Linked DNA regions of Sus scrofa: regions 2 and 3 are each linked to region 1. The links are chromatin contacts, called in public HiChIP or PLAC-seq maps. All regions are on one chromosome and are shown on one strand. Each heading gives the region's core, a stretch centred on a gene start, on an enhancer-like site or on the middle of the called end of the contact. The rest is flanking DNA. Distances are from core to core; before and after follow the strand shown. Region 1 overlaps FAM81A (protein FAM81A). Region 2 overlaps MYO1E (unconventional myosin-Ie). Region 3 overlaps MYO1E (unconventional myosin-Ie).

Region 1 (5,033 bases), core at 1,040-3,539:
AGGAGGGGGTGGGGGCGGGGAATTTGACAGAAGCCCACGGAGGAGGACAGAGCCATTGTTTCATCCTTTCTCAGTGACTTAGAAAACCTAGGGCACATGAAACCACATCCAAGAAGGCACAAAATAAAATCAATCTACGGAGAGGGAGGAAAAGAGAAGAGTTATGAAGAGAAAGGAACAGGCAGAAAGTGTGTCCTAAGCAAGAGGAGAGTGAGGGGAGCATGGAGGAGGGAGGGAGGAGGGAGGCAGTGCTGAGGGGAGCGGAGGAGAGAGTCAGCCAGACAATGGAGAGGAGAAGAACAGGTGGTTCCAGGGCTCCAAGGGAGGATGTGAGCCTGAGAACTGCTCCTCACACATTTAGCTGCTCATTTGGGGTGTGAAGAAATAGACAGGCCATTTTTAATATGCTATGTTAGGCTTCTCAACGCATTTTTTCTAAATCAAACCTGCCCTTTCTTGGTCTGGACACACATATGCAAAGTTAAGATGTCATGGGTGGAGGCTGGGGGGCATCATTTGTTCCACCCCCAACATGGAAACACCTTCCTGAATTACCTATCGTTTTGCTCACAGGCCCTATTTTGAGCCAACACCCAGCTGACTCTTGGAGTAAAGTGTGGGTCTCACACCCACCATGGAACAGACAACTACGGTCCGGCCTGCACATCTGCTTCATGATTTTAATCAAGTTGTTTGGTCTTGTCAACAAAGAAATATTGAGCCTCTGCAGCTGAATAAGACACAGAGCCAATGCCCAGGAGCTTCAATTCAATAGAACAGACAAGCCACCATGCAAGAGGGAAGAGGCTGGTTCCCGCCCCATGGGATGGTACAAGCCAGGCCCTGCCTCCTCCAGGCAGAAGGCAGGGTGGGTTTGAACTGGGCCAGCAGGCAGAGCATTTGAGAAGCAGGCATTTGAGGAGGGAATTCAAAGGGGTGAGTTAAGTCAATGCAGGCCTGCCTGCACGAGAAAGGCTGGAGGGAGGACAGAGCAGAGGAAGCACTGACCAGTGAAAATCACGGTGTGCAAGGTCCCTGTGGCTAAGCCATGGTAAACAGTCGCTGGGACCACGTGCAAAGGCTGTGAATCCACAACAAGAACAACAAGAGAAATGGAAAGGAAGGGACAAACTGAGAGAGGTGGCACAGGGAGCATCGCCAAGCTTAACAACCAAGTGGATGTAGGAGTGTCAAGAGGAGAAGTCAGAGTAACCCAAGTGAGCAAAAACAGATCACAGAGGGTGATGATGGCAAAGAAATCCATGGCGGATGCACCCAAGGGGACACCAGAGCTCCCCAGGGGTTGCCTCCCTCGTGATGGATCACCTGGATCTGCCCTGAGAAAACTCCAGACAAATGCAGCTTAAAGGGTATTTTACAAAACAACCAGCCTCACCCTTCCTAAGTGTCAGGTCATGAAAGACAAAGACTGAGGAACTGTCCAGAAAAACAGAAGCAATGAGACAACTAATGTAGCGCAAGACCCTAGACTGGATCCTGGACCTGGAAAAGATTTTTTTTTTAAATCGCCCCATCCCCTGCTCTTTTGCTCTAAAGGACATTAGGGCTCTTGTTGACTTTTGAATAAGGTCTGTAGATTAGATAATAGTACAGAATCAATGTTAATTTATTGATCTTGATGCTTGTTATTCAAGAAAATATTCACTGCATTTTTTTATTGATTGTGACGCTTGTAATACAAGAATACACACTGCATTTTTTTTTTTAGGAAATATACACTGACATATTTGAGGGGGAAGTAAAGGGGCATCATGTCTAGAACTTACTCTGAAGTTTCAAGAAAAATGACAACATATGTATGTGCAAATGCATGCATATGTGCATGCACGTGTGGAGAGAGAGAGAACGCATGAGAAGGAAAAAGCAAGTGTGGTAAATGGTTATTATTTATAGAATTTGGATGAAAGGTACATAGAAACTATTTAAATTATTCTCGCAACTTTTCTGGGAATCTAAATTATTTCAAAATAATAAGTCAAACAGGGAAGGAAGATTAAGGAAGCTAGAATGAAGTGCTGTTTAGAGACAAAATAGCCGGGCCTCTGGGTAGCAAATTCTGAATGGAATGCAGATGGCAGGGCTGGTAATGGAGGTCTGAAGGCGTGGAGGGTGCTGAGCAAAACCTGGTTAAAAGTGGGGATGCAGGCAGATTGCCAGAGTTCCTCTCTCAGCTCTGCTCCTTAACAACCAGCAGTAATAACAATTACGAAGTTCTCATTTCCCTCTGCTCCACTTGCTTCACTACATAACAGGAATGATGAGGCTATCTGCCTCAGAGAGATGGAGCGAGGATTGAAGGCCATGGTGCAAGGGACCCACAGCGACCAGTGAGGTACAGGGTAACTGGCCATTAGCCACTGCTGTGGGCTCAGAGGTGGGGGTGATGCTGGCAGAAGGGAGCAGGCCAGGAATGAATGAGGAAAAGGCCCAGGACAGGATCCCGAAGAATCCCACGTTCAGATGTTAGGAGGAAAAGGGAACAAATGAGGTCTGAACTGTCCCTGGAAAGCCAGTGACATGGAGACAAGGAAAGAGAGAGGCAGGGGAGGAGAGTGACCACCAGTAGCAGACGCAGGGCAAAGATCAAGGAGGAGGGAGACAGAAGAAAGGCCTGAGCCCTGCATCCTGGACAGCACTGCTGCAGCCCGAGGAAATGGCAGTTTCAACAAAAAAGGGGGCAGTGACGCCAGAAGTGGGAAAGCTGAGGACAACTCAACAGGGGAGCAGGGAACAGAACTGTGATGCCCAATCCTATAGCCATCAGCCCCAGGGGACTATTTCAATTGAATTGAATTAATCTATAATTAACAACAATGAGGGATGTACCTGCTCATCACTGAGCCGGCCACATTTCACCTGCTCAGTACTCACAGCTGACTCCTGGTGACCAGATGGCTACTTGGGACAATGTGGCTAGCGAACACGGTATGGGACAGCACAAATACAAAATATTTCCATCACTGCAGAAAGTTCTCTTGGACAGGGCTGGGACTCAAGCTCAATTTCTTTCCTGAGAAGGATGACTTGAATATAAGGTGGAGTAAAGGCTGGGGCAGAGTCAGGAGGGACCAAAGAAATGAGAGAAAGGGGGTAACAAATGGAGCAGGTTCCCGAAGGAGGGGAACATCCAGAAAAGACAGAAGGAGGAGTGAATGTGAGTTAATCCTGGGTAAGGGACTAATAGATATTTCCTCAGAGGAAGGGAAGAAAGGACAAAGATGGGTAAAGAAGATTGCCAGGGGTGATAAGGAAGATACAGTGGGAGCTTTTATTAGAGGGCAGTAAGCTCCCAGTTAGATATCCTTAATCTTGTGGGTGCAAAAAGGCTATCTCCAGAAAAGAAACTGACTAGAAGCTGAAGGAACAGAAAAGTCTGGCATAACCTCTAAAGGAATGCAGCTGGGAGTTAATAAAAGATGAATTTTTTTTTTCCATAGAAAAGTAAGACCGAGATGAAATTGGAACTAAAATAAATTTGCAATGGAACCAGTGCAAAGGTCTTTGTGATAACTTGGCAGATGTCTTGGCAGACTGGGAGAAGGAAAAGCAGATGATGAGGGTGATTCTGGATTGAGGACTGGAATATGAGAAGTCCAACACGTTAGGACAAAGGATTCCGGGATTCTGGACAAAAGTGAAATGGCTGGAATGTATATACTCCAAGAAGGGAAATGGAGCCATAAAGGGATTGGAACAGCCAGTGAGGGACCAGAGTCCTCAGTGATGTTGAGTCTGGTGCAGTACGTGGAAAGAATCCTTGAAATAGCTAATGTCCAAGTTCCAGATCTCAGAGGTGGAAAAAATTCCCAGGACTAAGCAAGTCCAAGAAGTGAGCGGCTGAAGCAAATCGGAAACTAAGGTCACAAGAGTTGACGTTGAGGACCTTGAAAAACTTCAAGGTCAATGAAACTTTAATGAAGAATTAATAGAGCCTCTACATAATCACCAACGTCATCAGCAAGAAGCAAGGTGGAGAAGAGAACCAGGTTCGTTGCTCATGTTTGTTTTCGGTTTGTGTGCTAATTTTTGGTAGCATCAAGTGAAATAATTCCCAAACCTGGGTGTACATCTGAATCCCCCGGGGATCTCTGTTTTCCCTCCCCATCCTCCTCCTTCCTCTTTTAGGGTTTGTTTTCAAAATAAGAATTTTTTAGGTTTTGCCCACCTTGATGATTCTAATTTTGTACGTTCTGGAGAGTCTACAGTTTTCAAAGTGCTCCTGGTATTTCTGAGGAGCCACCAGGTTTGGCAAGCACTGATCCAGAAGATAAGAAGGAGGGAATGGGGCTCAATTGGACATGGCAACCTTTACAGAGAAGACACTGTTAGGGACGGGTTAATGGTCTGGAGGCAGCACTGAGAAGCCAGAAGCCCAATCCCTGCTCTGAGTGAGATGGGAAAGGGCTGTTCTGAGGGGAGTTGTTCACTCAGCCTCTGGAACAAGGGGAAGGACAGGAGATGGACTCAGTGCAGCAAAATGAAAACACAGGCATATGGCTGCAGGATGAAAGAAACAAGAGACTGAAAGGCAGTGGGGAGGAGACACACAGAGAGTGGCCTGAAGAGGGAGGAGACCCAAGAGTTTGTTGACAAGGGATCTAAATGTAATGAGGTGTGATTCATTAAAGAGTTCGCAGAGCTTAGTGGCTAGATTCTTGGGCAGTCAGAATTTTTCTATCTGGATGCTCTCAGATTTCTAATATGTAAACCATTAAAGATTATTAAACCCTCAGGTAAACAAGCTTGCAGAAGCTTATTCATTAACCCCCCCCCCAAAAAAAATCTGTCTTCTCAACCCCCATTTTTATACAGATGAAATCAGACCGGAATGAATATCAAGGGTTGCCTTGGAGCACAAAGCTAGAGGGGGCAACTCCACAAACCCCTGAGGGGGCCGGGGCATTCCCTCCCTTCCCTCTCCTAGGAAGACCGAAGTTAATGTACTGACAATACAGAAAGAGGCCCCAGCCAATGCCAAAAATAGATGAGGTGACACTGCTCTCAAGAGCACT
Region 2 (5,033 bases), core at 1,688-4,187, 200 kb after region 1:
TCTCATCTTTTTCTTCACCTAAATCTACCCTCCTAAACCTTTCTGAGGACTGGAGAGAAACTAGATGGTAGCAGGGGAAAAAACCAACCAAACGAATTGTCATTTACTTAACAATCTGGGCACTTTTTCAGCCACACTCCAGGATTTTATTGTTGCCTGTTGGCAGTAATTTAAAAGGAAATATTAACGACAACAACAGTAAGCAAAATCCCCACACCCAAAACTAGCTGGGGGTAAAAAAAACTTTATTTATAACCAAATGTTTTTATGTAAGCATTATCACTGCTCCAGAGGTCAAAAGGGATTGCTTTTGCTGAAAGCCATTAGAATACATCTACCAGAAGGAAAATTTGCTTCCTTGGGAAGAGGCTGATAGAGCTCACTCTTGTTGGATCAAGGGGACCATGTGATTTTCTGTCCTATTCTTTACAGCTTCCGGTGTAGCAGGCAAGAGCACCTACTGCAGGAAAATGGGAAGGAATGTAGCATAGCCTTATTTAGTCGGGCCAGAAGGATAGATTCTCTCTCAGTACAGAATTGTGTGATTGGACAAAGGCGCGGGTTATTGTCTGATAGGAAACAGTGAGGAAGTCTAGACCAGAAGTGGGAAGAATTCAGAACATATCTTTCGTTAATGAATTTCCTAGAATTATATGCCATATCCAACGCCTTTTTGGAACATCATGTTTGTGTTGACCAACCATTAAAGGAAATCCCTAATTTTCTTGCAGGGAAAATACTTTGAAATCCAGTTCAGTCCAGGTGGGGAACCAGATGGTGGAAAGATCTCCAACTTCCTTCTGGAAAAATCTAGGGTGGTGATGAGGAACCCCGGAGAGCGGAATTTTCACATATTTTACCAGGTTTTCCTTTATGTTATTTTTTTCCTACTTCCTGATTCCTTCTCCACATTTAAAATTTTCTTCTCCTGGTCCTTAGGTTTAGACAGGCTAGCCTGGCAAGCCCAGGAGTCCTTATTACTGTAGGATGTGTAAGTCAGTGTGCAGAGGAATCGCAAGAATGCCCTTACCTGCAAGGAGAGTGAGTTCCAGTTGCGGTGAGAAGGCAAAAATTTCTCTGAAGTGAAATAATCAAGGACGTGTTGACACACTTTAGAACAAAAGTTGGGATGTTTGATGCTTTGCCAAATAGGAGTCCTTGCAGGGAGACTTTGCGGGTGGTGAGAGAGATTACGGAGACACGGGATAGCATGGTGGGAAGGTGGGCTCTGGCAAGTCAGGTGGCCTGAACCAAGCAGGGATAGCAGGGCAGGGAGGGGGCAGGCTAATCTGTGAGCTAGGCCCCAGCAGGTGTGCAAGGGCAGAGGTCTCAAAAAGGACAAAAAGACTTGAAATAGACTTGGAATCTTTAATACCAGGTCAAGAAGTTTCTGCTTATACTCTCAGAAGCCATGGAGAGTTTGGGGCTGAAGCACTGTGTAGAATGCTTTTAAATTATAGTTGGTCCACGCTGCTTCAGCAGTCATCTGATTTGACCTTTTTTTTTTTTTTTTTTTTTTAATGTCTTAAACTAGTTTTACTGATAAAAACAAGTTTTTTGGTTTTTTGTTTGTTTGTTTGTTTTTTGTCTTTTTGTCTTTTTAGGGCCATACCTGCAGCATATGGAGGTTCCCAGGCTAGGGGTCGAATTGCAGCTGTAGCTGCCAGCCTACACCACAGTCGCAGCAACGTGGGATCCGAGCCACGTCTGTGACCTACACCACAGCTCACTGCACCACCAGATTCTTAACCCGATGAGTAAGGCCAGGGATCAAACCCACGTCCTCATGAATGCTAGTCGGGTTCGTTAACCACTGAGCCACAACGGGAACTCCCCATAAAAAGTTTTTTAATGTTTGCATTTATGTGTGAGTACTTCCTATATTGGGACTCCGCTTTAGATTCTCTTTGATGAAAAGCCTACAGCTGTTTTTTTTCTTTTATTTATGTTTTGTTGTGGTTTGAAGATCATTGGATTTGAAGGAAGTTAAGCTGCGTTGGTCGCTCACATTCAGTCTTTTCAATTACCTAGATGTATTAGGTGATGGCCAGGATTCTTCTGGTTAGCATCTGTTGGTTGAAAGTATACATACAGGACCAAAACTTTCTGTGAATGCAGTTATGCTTTTAATTGTATTAATCAAAGCAGCATAAAGAGGTATTGGAAAAGTAATTTTGTGTATCAGACACGAGCATAAGACAGAAGTTCATAATGATTTCTGGGGCATCCAGCTCCTCCAGAATCCTCTGCCCACAGTTTGGAATCCCCCAGACTAGAGACTGGGGAAGTGATGAGCTCAGGGGAAGCTGGAGTTCATGATTCTGCATAAAAGTAACAGTGAAAGCTGTGAAATGAAACTCCCGAGTGAGTGTGGAGAGAAAATCCATTCCCATTCAGGACTTGGGGATCTGGGGACTGTCTGTAGGATGAGGACATTGAGCCAGGGAAGTAGTCAAAGGAGGAAAACCAAGATCCTGCAGAGTTTCCCCAAGCCAGGGGACGCTCACTGGGAGGGGATTGAGGGGCACGATCAAATGCCCAAAGCTCTTAGGGGGCAAAGGATGGGACAGGGGCCTGGGGACCAAGAAAGCCCTGCTGGCTTTAGCCATTGGACAGTGGCCATCAGATTGGTGAGAGGAGAGTGAAGCCAGATGAGCTAGTAGGTTCTGCAGCTTGAAGAATTTCAGTCAAGGAAAAGCTTCTAAAGCAGGCACCATGCATTTGTAGACGGGAGAGAATTTGAAAAAGAGGTGTTTGAAGATTCAGGTGAGAGGCGCTGACAGGTGTGGGTGGGGAGAAGACTGAGAAGGAGATGGGGGACATTCTTCCTTAGCACCACCCCCCCAGAAAATCAGAAGAAAAAAGGAAGAGTGTAATGCAAAAAGATTTTAAAGAGACGAGAAAAACTAAGGGAACCTGATGTCATAGGATGACCTAGCACTTCTCAGTAATGGAAAAGAGGTTCCCTGTTTTCAGGATGTGAACCCAAGATGATATGAGTAACTTGACCAAGATGGAGAAGTGTGGATAGTGGAGCCAGGGGTGTGCTGGGGCTGGCATGCATGGGCTGTGTGCCTCTCTTCCTTTGATGATACTTCTTGGTAGTTTGAAATCAAGTCATGGTTGGAGTATTTACACCATGAAAATCAGTGAACACTACAGATCCATTCCCCACCCCCACCCTGCCCCCGCCTCAAGAATCGATTGTTAAACATTTTCCAGCACACCCAAAAAGGGTCTTGCTGAGAACTAAGGCAAAGAGCAGAGATAGAACAGAGAGCCAAGAGACTGGACACCGGTGTGGGGGACCTGAGGCTATTCTTTAATATGTACCCTGCAGTGAGAACTGTGGAGGGTCCAGTTGCACTTTAAAAAGCCATGTGCCAAGGAGTTCTCGTTGTGACTCAGTGGGTTAAAAACCCAACCAGTATCCATGAGGACTCGGGATCAATCCCTGGCCTTGCTCAGTGGGTTAAGGATCCGGCATTGCCACAAGCTGCAGCACAGGTCAAGGGTGTGACTCAGATCTGGCGTTGCTGTGGCTATGGTGTAGGCTTCCATTACAGCTCCAAGTCAACCCCTAGCCCAGGAACTTTCATATGCCTTGGGTGTGGCTCTAAAAAGGAAAAAAAAAAAAAAAAAAAAAAAAAAAAAGCCATGTGCAAGTTGAACAGGAACAAAGTAATTATGATCTGGCTCGCTTTCCACTTTTCTGAGGGATCTCACCAGTGTGGTTGCCTTTATTGGGACAGGGGGAAATTCTCAGCTCTGGTAGGTCTAATCAGAATTAAGAACTAGGGAGTTTCCACTGTGGCACAGTGGAAACAAATCTGACTAGGAACCATGAGGTTTCGGGTTCAATCCCTGGCCTTGCTCAGTGGGTTAAGGATCTGGTGTTGCCATGAGCTGTGGTGTAGGTTGCAGACAAGGCTCGGATCTGACATTTCTGTGGCTGTGGTGTAGGGCGGCAGCTGTAGCTCCAATTAGACCCCTATCCTGGGAACCTCCATGTGCTGCAGGTGCAGCCCTAAAAAGCAAAAAAAAAAAAAAGAGAGAGAGAAAGAGTTAAGAACTAGAATTTGCAGAGATGATTTGGGTTTATTGTATATAGAACAGATATTCTGAAGCCTCTTCGTCTTTTGAAGACAGTGATCCTCTATCAGTTTAGGAAGCTGGGATAGGAAGTCGCATCACTTGGACTCTGGGGGTGACAGTAGCAGGAACCACACTAACTTTGATTGCTTTGTGGGCTGCTCCATGCACATACCACTTGTTCTTGCTCCAGCTCATCGAGGGCGCCTCTGCAGAGCAAAAGCACAGCCTGGGCATCACCAGCATGGACTATTATTACTACCTGAGCCTCTCTGGGTCCTACAAGGTCGATGGCATTGACGACAGGAGGGAGTTTCAGGAAACACTGGTAAGTGATGGCACAGTGCCAGGCAGCATCTGCTCTCCAGACTGGGCGTTGCCCATGGTGGAAAGGGCAGGGGAGGTTCACAAAGCAAAGATTAGCCTGAAATTCCCACCTTGTTCTGCTGGAAGCACTCCAGTTCCTAGAACACGTGTTTAAACACCCTTCAATAGCCATGTGCCAGTTGCTGGAGGACCACGTAATGATTTAAATGGATAAAAATCATCATTACCCAACCCTGCAGGTTCTCTAAGTAACAGGTAAAGAGTGTTGTGGATAATGCGTTTACCATAGCTGTTTGCCAATAGCTCACACAACTGCTGAGCTGCTTCCCTTAGAAAGGCAAGGCAAAAAGTGCTCTTATGATCTTAATCAGATTTAGTAATTTTACAACACGCCCAGTCCTCTCCACCCGCTTTGTCTTCCCTTCCGTAGTGTACGGGTCAGGGGGTGGGCCTCGACTCATTCTTTTCCCGGTGTGTGTATGTTATGGTACAAGATGTGAATCCGGGTGGATTGTTGAGGCTTCATGTCCTTGAGAAAACAACTTACTAAGTCAACCTAGAACTTTCTAGAGATGGGCTGTTCATCCCATTTAGCCTCAAAGAACTGCATCACC
Region 3 (5,033 bases), core at 1,499-3,998, 130 kb after region 1:
AAAGAGACTACCTGAGACAGTGGAGTAAGAAAGAACCCACCCTGCCTTTTATTTTATATGTGACCTTGGTCAAGAACCTGACCATCACTATCCTCAGTTAGAAAATGGACATAGAGGTGCCCACCTTACAGCTACAGTCTTCTCTTGGCATCCTTGAGGAGTCAGTTCCAGGACCTCCACAGAGACCAGTATTCTCTAGGGCTTAAGTCCCTTTATGTAAAGTGGTGTATGTAGTATTTGCCTATAGCCTAGCGCATCCTCCCATATACTATAAGTCATCTCTAGATTACTGACAATACCTAGTGCAATGCAAATGCCATGTAAATAGTTGCCCGCACGTAGCAAATTCAAGTTTCGCTTTTTGGAACTTTCTGGATTTTTTTTTCCCCCTCAATATTTGCCATCTGTGGTTGGTGGACTCTGCCCATGTGGAGCCCATGGATGTGGCGGGCTGACTTGACTTCAGCTGTCACTGCAATAGGTTAATGTATGTGAAAACGCTTGGCTGGGAAATACCATATATTCAGGAAAGGAGCGATTATATTCCTGGTGTTTTACTGGGAGAGGGCCTGCGTGGCTGGTTCAGTATATCAAGCAGCTTTTGAACAATGACTTTGTGCCAGTCATGGGTGTGACAGATCGTGCCACATTCTTATGAGCTCTGTTGAGGGCCCAATTAAAGGAGATATTTGTGCCTCAGTGCCAGTACTGGAAGACACAATCCAGCCGTGGTTTACACTGCTTACTGCAAGGGGAAACCTAGAAGACAGTGTAGCCTCTCGGTTTTATATTCCAGACAATGGATTTCATCAAGTTGGCAACTGATTCTACCAGTCTGATTTAGACGTGATTGGAGAATGAAATTGAAGACTTTGTTTGCAGCCTGGAGCTTACCTGTTAAGCTGGATGGTTTCTCGAAAAACCAACCAGAGGGTCACGTTTTCTTTTATGTACATAAGGGAATCAGTTAATAACAGTAGAAAGCTTGGAGTGATGCCGAGGAGTGTTCCCTTTCTCCACTCTGGAGATGCCCTGGGCGAGCAGGTTAAAGGCTCAGGTGCCCTGGCCACGCTGTTATTCGCTTTTGGACAGAAGTGGGCATGTCCCGACCAATCCTTAGCTTTCAACACTGTCTTTATATTTTGAATTGGCAAGAGTCTTTTATTTGCCTTCAATGCCTTATCTTTACATATGTGTAGACCTTGTCTATTCCATGTATCATGCGCTTTATACCTCATTGTTCAGTGTAAATTTAGTAAAACAGTCTCAGAGGAGCACCAAGCACTGTGCTAGGTGGACTCTGGGAATATGGAGAAAGGGGACAGAGTTCCCTGTCCACGTGGTACTCATTTAGAGTAGAATTGAGTCAGAGAAAAGTTGTATTTATTATAGCTCATTAATGTCAAGACAGCGTATCAAGTTCTCTTGTGGCGCAGCAAGTTAAGGATCCAGTGTTGTCAGAGCAACTTGGGTTGCTGCTGTGGAGCATGTTCAATCCCTGGTCTGGGAACTTCCACGTGCAGCGGGCATAGCCAAAAAAAAAGAAAAAAGAAAAAAGAAAAGGACAGCCTATCAGATCAGTCTTTGAGATGAGCCCCAGGTTTAGCACGTTTCTCTTCATGGCCCTTTGAGTTTGGTTGTGACATTCTTTTCATGGATGAGGTAAGTGAGACCAGGTGGCCTTCAGTGGCTGCTGAGGTCACCCTGCTAAGTGCTGGCCTTTTCCTCCCGTCACTCTTGCCTGCTCAGCATGCTTTCACAGCACGCTGCTGTGTCAAGGTGCCAGATGAATGTCTCTGTTGATTGTATAGAAATTAAATTCAGGGTCAACTCTTCTCTCATCATCTTGGAAAGTGCCTTAGTTATCTAGACACATCTCCTAAATCTTAGTTCACTTCCCTAGCCAACTCATCTCTTCATTGGCATGACGGTTTCTGTTAAGTTCAAGGTGTACTGTTCCTAACCTGTTCGTGCTTTACCTTTCCTCATAGCAGATGCTCATCCTGCCCAGGACTTGCCTGGGGACTGAGCCAGATCCTATCCCTGTTACATCAGTGGAAGCTTTACATCAGGGGCACTGGACATGTTCACCCATTTTTAGGTATTCTTTGCATTTTTTTTTTTTTGAAATAATTTTGAGAAAGAGGGAAGATACATTTTGCAAAGTGTATCATAATTAGTCGGAAGGCATAAATTGAGAGAAATTAAGAAATTGTATCCCCAATTCTCTCCTGATTATTACGAGTTATCACAATAAGTCATTTATGTGGCACCAGTTTACAAAGGACTTCCTGTCTTTTCTCAGTGGTCCCCTACAAACAACCGCAAGAGGCTGGGGCCACCCAGCCAGTGAGTGGCAGGAGAGGAAATATCAGTCTGTTCTTCAGGCTCCCAGTCCTCGGCTTTTGCTCTCTGCCAGGTCATGGCAGAGTATGGACTTAGTGATAATAAACTTGGCTCAAGTGCTAAGAAGGGTTGTTACTCACTTACTCCTCCCAGCATCCAAGAGAGTCTTCTCTATTATAAGTGATAGCCTCCAGCATTTAGCCCTGAAGATGGGTGCTGGGGGTCCTAAGTCTTTTCACCAAATTCCAGGCTCCTGTTAAGTCCCTGAGGTGCAGGAAAAGTGCATCACAAATGAAGGGTGGCTTTAAGGGTAATTTTAACCCTTTTGCAATAGATTAGGGTAAGATTTCCTCAGAACCAGAGCACTTCAGAGGAAAGAGAAGGAAACTCTAGTGACTGCCAAGTTGTCATAATAAAAATGTGGAACTTATCCATTTTTAAGTGCTCAGATGTAAACATACACAGTAATTTGGAGTCCAGATTTTCCTCCAAAGAGAAGGCTTCCTGGGTTGTTGTGTGTATGAACTAATGTAGGTTCTTAATGAAGGAGACATTTTAAACAAATCCTGAGGGTTTATATGCTGTCACTGCTCAAATGTAAAAAGAAAAAAGAAAAAGTGGTATAAAATAAACCCTCTCAAAGAGTGTTTCTATTACTCTTGTTACGGCGATTATGATTTGGTCATTTGGATATTCTCTTAGAGCTAGGCTATGAGCCTTCAACAAAAACCTGCCTAGTGAGTTCCCTGGTGGCTCTGTGACCCGGCGTTGTCACTGATGTCGCTCAGGTTGCTGCTGTGATGTGATCCCTGGCCCAGGAACCTTTACATGCTGGGGGCATGACCAAAAAAAGGAAAGCCTGCCCAAATTCTTCATAACCACACCTCCACCCCAGATGGGCATTTTTGGAGTTTCCTTTTAAATTAGAACCCTGGAAGGTTTATAGCTAGAAGGCCTTCACAGGATTGCAGATCTATGTGCTAGCTTATTGTCTTCAGCAAGCTTCAACTTCCTTTTACATCATGTGTCCCACTTCCAGATTTTCAAAACAGTGACCTCATCAGGGGTAGCTGCACTTCCTCCTGTGATTAAGTCTGAGAAGGGGTGGGTGGGAAGGGTGGGTGGTTGAGAGTAATGTGGGGACTGTTACATGGTTTCACCCATTGGTAGCGTCTTTAGCTGGTAAAGACTTAGGAAATGTGGGGTGGCCTTCGGCATGGGCAGGCCTGCCAGAACCCTGGGAACAGGAAAACCCAGTCCACCCTCAGCCTTTCTCCAAGGACTGGTCTTGCCAGACCTACTGGTTGGGAAGAGCTGCCCTCGATTATCTAGGAGAGATTCAAGGGGAGCCAAAGCCCAGGCAGTTAACACTTAGTGCTTTTCCTGCTGATAAATTATGGAGTAGCCAGTTGGTCTGTGGGAAACAGTTGCGCAAATGCCTTTTCAGCTTCTCAGTGGCAACAGGATCTGTGTGACAGACCTCTTACATTACGTCAAAGATTTAGGAATTCCAGTTAGGGTCTTTATTTATTTATTTATTTATTTATTTATTTATTTATTTATTCTCATTTTAGGGCCACACCTGCAGCGTATGGAGGTTCCCAGGCTAGGGGTCGAATCAGAGCTATAGCCCCTGATCAGAGCTATAGCCCCTGGCCTAGCGGCAGCCACAGACATACCAGATCCAATCCACGTCTGCCACCTGCACCACAGCTCATAACAATGCCGGATCCTCAACCCATTGAGCAATGCCAGGGATCAAACCTGCATCCTCATGAATGCTAGTCGGATTTCTGCTGAGCCACGACAGGAACTCTTCCAGTTAGAATCTCTAAAACCTCATGGCTGGTTTACCTCACACCAAATTGCTGAGTCTTAAAGCTGGGCATTGAGGTTTTTTTTTTTTTTTTGGTTTTTTGTTTGTTTGTTTGTTTTTTTAGCAATGTTTGAGGTGTTAAGGAACAGTTTTTAGAGAAAATCTAGTCAACTTAATTTAAATGGAATAAATGGTGATTAGAGCAGATCATTGGCAGAGCTTGGGTTAGTGTTTCTTTTTTTCCAATAAGAGGCCTTCACATATTTATTACTGAGGCAAAGCGCCATGCAGAAACACTAACACAAAGAGAATCCATTTCCTGATATATCCAGCTGTGGCTGTGCTATTTTCAGTGTGATATGGTAAGATGCAAGTGACCGCCACACAACAGAATTATGTGTGCCACCTCACGCGCAGAGCCTCCTTATAGACCCAGCTAGTTCTTCTCCAATGTCTTCAAGTTGTACCTGGATTTTATTACCAGTTTGCCTTCGAATCCATTGGGGGATGGGACAATTCTGCTTTTGCTTCTTGGCCAGGAATCGCTTGATCCTGCAAGTCTTGTGAGAAGACATGGAGAGGAGCTAATTCAACTGCACATAGGATGGCGGAGAAGAGAAGAGAGCTTGGGCTGGTGTTTCTAAAACGAAATTAACTACAGAGTTCTTGGTTGAGAATTCCTTTGTCCACAAAGATCAATGATTTGTGTGGCTTCTCAGCTTGCCTGGCAGCCAGGGGTAAGATTTCACAATCAGGTGTGAAGTGCATTCGCATTCTTTTAACTGGTAGTCACCAGCTCATTCACTATTTTTATGTAATAAAAGAACTGAACGTTATGTCAACAAAATTTATTCTCCATACTGGAACTATA

What was found. HiChIP or PLAC-seq counts read pairs in DNA pulled down with a chosen protein or histone mark.
Region 2: a contact with region 1 is called in an H3K27ac HiChIP or PLAC-seq map of alveolar macrophages. The contact joins two enhancer-like sites. A contact is called at or near these places in 2 of 2 datasets of contacts at active chromatin or transcription factors (alveolar macrophages and skeletal muscle).
Region 3: an H3K27ac HiChIP or PLAC-seq map of alveolar macrophages shows a contact between it and region 1. The contact joins two enhancer-like sites. A contact is called at or near these places in 2 of 2 datasets of contacts at active chromatin or transcription factors (alveolar macrophages and skeletal muscle).

What each region holds. Positions count from the first base shown.
Region 1 is chr1:112,614,567-112,619,599 of Sscrofa11.1, forward strand. All of the region lies in intron 1 of FAM81A (protein FAM81A), which reads right to left. Among named protein-coding and RNA genes, the nearest start is that of MYO1E, 60 kb to the right of the region's middle. Within about 2 kb of position 2,290, at least 1 of the 83 cell types and tissues checked has an H3K27ac peak or open chromatin away from gene starts, as enhancers often do. A contact at or near this core is called in alveolar macrophages, where this site is marked.
Region 2 is chr1:112,811,409-112,816,441 of Sscrofa11.1, forward strand. It overlaps MYO1E (unconventional myosin-Ie), which reads left to right. Exons shown (of 28, transcript XM_003353343.5): 7 at 732-863; 8 at 4,286-4,420. Among named protein-coding and RNA genes, the nearest start is that of CCNB2, 130 kb to the right of the region's middle. Within about 2 kb of position 2,938, at least 5 of the 83 cell types and tissues checked have an H3K27ac peak or open chromatin away from gene starts, as enhancers often do. A contact at or near this core is called in alveolar macrophages, where this site is marked.
Region 3 is chr1:112,743,948-112,748,980 of Sscrofa11.1, forward strand. All of the region lies in intron 1 of MYO1E (unconventional myosin-Ie), which reads left to right. Among named protein-coding and RNA genes, the nearest start is that of FAM81A, 69 kb to the left of the region's middle. Within about 2 kb of position 2,749, at least 8 of the 83 cell types and tissues checked have an H3K27ac peak or open chromatin away from gene starts, as enhancers often do. A contact at or near this core is called in alveolar macrophages, where this site is marked.